Regions from separate parts of the Sus scrofa genome. Here region 2 is linked to region 1. The links are chromatin contacts, called in public promoter capture Hi-C maps. All regions are on one chromosome and are shown on one strand. The core of a region is the stretch at or near the end of the contact, and the rest is flanking DNA. Distances in the headings are between cores, read along the strand shown. Region 1 holds the start of EIF4G2 (eukaryotic translation initiation factor 4 gamma 2). Region 2 holds the start of WEE1 (wee1-like protein kinase).

Region 1 (3,043 bases), core at 334-2,833:
TGGCGGCTTGACAACGAAGAATCTTCAAAAGAATAATATTAATGGATGGGTGGGGAGGGAAGGGATGGGAGAAACGAAAAACCTGGAATGAGAAAAGAGTACCAAAATTAGACACCACTAACATACAAATCTATAAATCGTCTTCCATTATAATTTATTTCAGAGCCTGACACTGCAGTTGACTGAACTTACACTGCATTGCAGAACTCCTAAGACTCAAGAAGGTTCTCAAAACACAGGAAAATTGTTTTACTACCTGGAAGTTCTCGGTGTTTGAAGATGCAAGGAAGAACCTACACAGCAATAAACGAAGAGCTAAATGGCTAAGAACTAGTCTTTGAAAAAGCCACACACTACCTCCTTTACAACTAGACACCGAGATCAATAATAGAAAGTCTAACTCTGATACAGAGGCACGTTATGTGGAAAACGTAGTTGTTACTGCCTCCGGGACGAGCAACAGACTACATGAAGGGCTTAACTGAAGTCTTGGGTTCTCACCGCTGCCCATGCTCTGAACTAGGCGCAGAGGGCTCGCGGGAAGACGCGAGGCACCGGGTGCACAGCGCCTGGCACTAGGCAGGCGGAAGACCAGGGCCACAACATGGCAGCAAGAACCTCCACCCAATTTTTTCCCTTCCTGGGAACAAAAGAGCAGTGGATTCCTCCCACCCGGGCCGAGTTAGGAAGTGCTTCCGACAGCCTCCCGGCGAAGCTGCCGGGGGCAAGCCTCGGGGAGGAGCGGAGGCCGCCCCCGCGGCCCAGCGCCCGGCTCTTTGTTCTCAGGCAGGAAGACGGCCTCCTTCCCTCCAGCGGCCCCCTCCCACCCATAAATCCCCGAGGAACTGACAGCCGCCTCACCGCCGCCTCCCCAGCCGACAAAAGCTCAGAAAGCCTCGCTTTCCCTCCTCTCCCGTCACAAGAGAGGCCGCCGGGGCAGGCCCTTCGCTCCCCCACCGCGGGCAGCCCGGCCGCTCTCCCCGCCGGCCCCGGGGCCCCACACACCTCCCCGCCGGGAGCTGGGCTCCGGGACGCCTCCGCCTCGGCTGGTCCCGCGCCAACGGCCGAGCCCTCCCCGCCGGGCCGCGACCCTCCCCACAGCACGCGCGGCCCTGCCACGCTCTCTCCCTGGCCGAACACAGCCGCGCTTCGGCCCGCCCCGGTCCCGCGGGTACGGCCGCCGACAGCCACCGAGACTGTCGGGGGCCGCCGGCTCCTTCTATTCCATCAACAAGGGGAAGAGAAGACAAGGGCGAGGAAGTTCCAGGTGCCCGGAGCGCGGAGGAAACGCTAAAAAAGGGTCGCCCCACCCGGCTCCGCCTGCGTCCGCCATTTTGTACCACTCGAGAAGAAGCGGCCAGGGACGGCGGCCATTTTAGAGCGCTCCACTCGGCGGCGGCGGCGGCGGCGGCAGCGCCAGCGGCGGCTCCACTCACCTTCACCGAGAACTCAGCAGCTGCCGCCGCAGCTGCCTCCTCGGATCCGGTCGTCGGGACGGGGAAGGGAGGGGAAAGGGGAACGGAAAACAAAAAAGGGGGAGGGAAGGGGGAGGAAGGAGTCGGGACCGGCTTGAAACGCTCAGCTCAGAGGAGTCGCTGCTGCAGCCACCACCCGATACTCGCCGCCACCTCCATAGAGCTCCGACTCGCTGCTGGCGCTGAGGCGTGTCTGAAGCCGAACTTATCACTCTAGGGCAGCCGAACCCACCAGAGCCGCCCCGAATGGCTCCTTCGCCACCCAATCAACAGCCGGGCTGATGTTCGCCACCAATCGGCACCCGGCCGTGGGGAGGAGTCACAGAGCCAAGCTCGGTTGCGGCTCGACTCCGCCGCAGTGCGCAAAGCCATATTCGCGAAGGCTCTGAGGCCAAGCCAGTGGCGTAAGGGGAACTGAGCGCGGACGAGTTGCGGACCACTTGCGTAAAGTGGTAGAGCCCTCTGAGTCTGCGTTGGTGTGGCCGCCTGGTCTTCCTCCTGTCTCTTTGTTCCAGGAGTCCGTATCCCATGCTGGAGTTGGACAGTCCCTCTACCTGGTTTTCTCACCAAGAATGTGGGAAGGAAATTTGTCCTTCCACCCGACCCGATTCCTGTCCCTTGCGTGTGCGAGTCTTGATTTTCCTGGCGCCCCCGAGGAGCAGAGATTGCCCTTGGCAGGCTGGGCCTCCCTGGGAGCGGCCTGTAGGGCTGAGGCTCTGCGCCCCGGGGCGCAGCGCCCGGAATGACTGGTCTCCAGGTGCTCATCTTCGGCAGCCTTTGGATGGGGACGCCCGGAGACCAGACGGTGCACCCAAATGCGTTAAGAAAGCTTCCTTCAGCTCCCTATTTAGTCCACCCCCTGCAGAGTGAATGAGAAAGGGATGAAAGGAAGGGTTTTATTGTCTTTGTACCTCACTAGACAAGCAGCTTTCCCCAAGGGAATATCCGGCCAGCGGTGGTACGGGAATACCCAGAATATGCCAGAATTCTTTGGAAGAAGTGTTTGCGGAGCGCGGGCGTCTGGAGGATTTTAATTGCTAGCTCCTGATTTGTTTATTTTTTAAGCACGTTGAAGACTGACAGCTTTATATTTCCATTTTATATAAGGTCTATCCTACAAATAGGATTCGGCTTTTCAAAGCCGTCAAGTTGAACTATTTATACTTCTCAGGTAGTATTTTAAGGGAGAGGTCCAGTAAGATGAAGTATTCCATCGTTTGCGACATTTTAGCTATACAAAAATGGAGTCATGTCTCTATATACTTAAACAGCAGCTCTGTCCCCAGCTTCGTTTTGAACACAAAACGAAGTTCTTGATACAATGTGTGATCAGAAGCAAGAAAGTGTGTGCGCGCGCGCGCGTTTTACCTGAACGACTTTTAAAGAAAATGTCCAATAAAGAGGCAGGATTTTTATAGAGTCAAACTTATATTTGACATGTCAAAACAGCTCTTGAGGCTAAAAGCACCTACTCCTTAATACAATTTTCAAGAGAGGTGCCGGTTTTTCCTAGGACGTTTGCAGCTGATCGTGGAAGGGTGTGGTGAGGCCCTGAAGGTATCTAACAC
Region 2 (3,198 bases), core at 639-3,138, 1.2 Mb before region 1:
AAAAGGGTAGAGTTCCTGTCTTCAAAGAGCTTAAAATTAAGTTTGGATTAGTACACAAAAAAGACCACACATTTATACATCCGTTAACTGGAGAGACAGCTGTTTAACCTTCATTACATCTTCAGTTATATAAACTCAGGGAATTCCCGATGTGATAAGTGCTAAAATGTGTTTCCAGAACTCTCTTGCGGCACGACAGGTTAAGAATCCCTCGTTGTCACTGCAGCGGCTTGGGTTGCTGCTGTGGCCCCAGTTTGATCCCTGGCCCAGAATGCTGAGGGTGTGGCCCAAAAGGGAGAAAAAAAAATGTGTTTCCATTACAAATCCAGCTTGAACTTTACCTTTGAAAAGTGTTAGAATAATGTATATGTCCACGTGTTAATATTCATAGAAATGAATGTAAACAGCTATTAGGCCCATGAAAACCGTCCAGTGATATGAATCAAAACAGCAAAACTACATTAACAAACATTAGGTCCTGCAGTGGCGCAGTGGGTGAAGAATCTGACTTCAGCAGCTCTGCTTGTGGAGGAGGTGCAGGTTCCATCCCCCACCAGGCACAGTAGGTTAAAGGATCAGCTTTGCCACCACTGTCTTGGCTGTGGCTGGGATTCAATCCTTGACGCCTGAACTTCCATATGCCGTGGGTGTGGTGGCCATAAAAACAAACAAACAAACAAACAAAAAAACCCACGTTAACGAATGTTATCCACTGATGTCCAGAATTCACAAAGGGTGTATTCTAAGCCAATACTAGTGAGAACGTAATTTTTTTCTCTCTGAAGAGCGGTGTGGCAGTTTATATCTTTGACCCAGCAATCCTAAAGAATAAAAACGGCAAAATAAAACACAGGAAAAAAAAAAAAACGCAAGGAGGAAGAATATTCTTTATGGGGTTATTGACAAGTAAAAGATTGTTGGAATCTTCTCTGTGTGACAGTAAGGGATGGAGTAAATCACAATTTAACGTGGTGCTAGAGAAATTTTCTCAAGTCCCTTTGAAGTTTGCAGCGAGCTGAGCCATTCTATTTTGCCAACACTTGCCCATGAGCTGGCAAACAAATATAAACAGCGTGGCCTGGTGGTGGGCGCTCGGTTTTGTGCTTACGGCCGAACTTGGGGCGGCTTTATTTACTGTGGACAATTTGCGGGAGCCGGGACATCTGAGGGGACCACAGCCTGGGGGCGCTCAACTCCCTATGGACACACTGGACCCTATCAGCCACTCTGGGGTGGAAGCTGAGGCTCAGAGGCTGCCCCGCAGCTGGTGACCTCGCCTGGAGAACTCGAGTGTCCGCCTTCCTGCTGACTTTGGTGTCCCCCTAACCAATTTGTTTACAGTTCAGAACTGTCCTGAGAGACCTCGACCCGGGAACGTGACTTCCCACAGCCACGCCCACACTGCCTCAGGGGCCGGCACCAAAGGGACGCGGGGCAGTAGGTTGGTATCCAGGGACAGCGCCCGAGGGCCACTGCAGTCCCCCGCTCGCCCAGACTTGCCGGGACCCAGAGGCGCTCTCTCGCCGCCCGTCCGATTCCAGACTCGCGGAAGCCTTGCGGGCGGCGAACGCGTCCAGGGCCGCGCTGGGATCAGCCTAGCCAAGCCCTCACCCTTGGTCCCACCCAGAGGGCGGCCTCGGCTCCACCTTGGCCCGGTCCGGGCGGCTCCGGACCCGCGGCTCGAGTGATCCCGCTCGCTCATAGGCCCGCGGCGCCACGCCCGCCCAGGCCTGGCTGGGCGCCGAGCAGGGTGGGCGGAGCCAGCGAGTTCGCGCCAAAATCGCGTAGCCGATCCCTCCCCCGCGGGGTACGTCGCGCCCTCCATTTTTTTCAAACCCTGAGCTGGGCGGGGATTGGTGGGCTGGGCACTCACGTGGTTAACGGTCGCGGGAAGCCGCGGAGCCCGAACCTGTGGCTGGACCTGCGGAGACCCCAGCCTCGGCGCCCGGGCCGCCCCTCCGCTGCCGGACAGTTCGCGCCGCTGCCGCCCCCACCATCCGCCGTCCCGAGCGTCCCGGAGCCGCAGGCCGCCGCCGCCGCCGCGCAGGCCCGCCGCCGAAGCCGCTAGGCGCGCCCAGTCGCACGTGGCGGACCCGCCCCCTGGGCCGGCAGTGTCCTGGACTCCGCGGGCCCCGATTCTCCGGTCCTTCGCCCCGGCCCTAGGGGCGCGATGAGCTTCCTGAGCCGGCAGCAGCCGCCGCCGCCCCGCCGCGCTGGGGCCTCCTGCACCTTGCGGCAGAAACTGATCTTCTCGCCCTGCAGCGACTGTGAGGAGGAGGAGGAAGAAGAGGAGGAAGAAGGCAGCGGCCACAGCACAGGGGAGGACTCGGCCTTTCAGGAGCCCGACTCGCCGCTGCCGCCTGCGCGGAGCCCCACAGAGGCCGGGCCCGAGCGCCGCCGCTCGCCCGGCCCGGCCCCCGGCAGCCCCGGGGAGCTGGAGGAGGACCTGCTGCTGCGGGGCGCCTGCTCCGGCGCCGACGCGGCGGGCGGCGGGGCCGAGGGCGACTCATGGGAGGAGGAGGGCTTCGGCTCTTCGTCGCCGGTCAAGTCCCCGGCGGCCGCCTACTTTCTGGGCAGCTCGTTCTCGCCCGTGCGCTGTGGCGGCCCGGGGGATGCGTCCCCGCGGGGCTGCGCGACGCGCAGGGCGGCCGAGGGGCCCTGCTCGCCGCTGCCCGACCACCCGGGCACCCCGCCGCACAAGACCTTCCGCAAGCTGCGGCTTTTCGACACGCCGCATACCCCCAAGGTGAGAGGACGCGGCGGCCCGAGCAGCCCGAGCCCTTGCCGGCCCAGCCTTTTAAAAAGGCCGCGGCGCTGGGAGCCGAGCGCGGCGCTGCCCGGGTTCAGTTACATAACCGCCTGGCCGCACCCCCGCTCTCTCTCCTGCGCCGCAACAAAAAAGTTGGCAGCCCCTCTTTGGGGCCCTGCCCAGCAGTTGTCCGTTAAAGATTATGTAACTGAACAATGGCCCTCGTCTGGAACTTCTTCATCTTTCAAAGGGCTGATCGGCGCCGTCCAGGTGGCTGACGATTTAACGCCCGCAGTCGGGGCCGCCCCGAGCACGGCAGCCGGGAGTGTAGCACCGATAACGTGGTTTGGAAGGATGCTCGAGTGGTGCTGGCCCGGCCACCTGACACTCCCGAGCGCCGCAGCCATCTGGTGCCTTTTAAACGCAGTGATCGGTCCTGTAATTTGGGC

Evidence for each region. Promoter capture Hi-C pulls out the DNA fragments that hold promoters and counts their contacts.
Region 2: a contact with region 1 is called in a promoter capture Hi-C map of fetal liver, with 5 times the contacts expected there. The contact joins the promoter of WEE1 here to the promoter of EIF4G2 in region 1. A contact is called at or near these places in 1 of 5 promoter capture datasets (fetal liver) and 1 of 2 datasets of contacts at active chromatin or transcription factors (alveolar macrophages).

Annotation. Positions count from the first base shown.
Region 1 is chr2:48,665,130-48,668,172 of Sscrofa11.1, reverse strand. It overlaps EIF4G2 (eukaryotic translation initiation factor 4 gamma 2), which reads right to left and starts at 1,583. Exons shown (of 22, transcript XM_021083319.1): 1 at 1,437-1,583; 2 at 1-82. The coding sequence starts at 1,583.
Region 2 is chr2:49,893,199-49,896,396 of Sscrofa11.1, reverse strand. WEE1 (wee1-like protein kinase) reads left to right here and starts at 1,888. Exons shown (of 11, transcript XM_003122982.4): 1 at 1,888-2,746. The coding sequence starts at 2,171.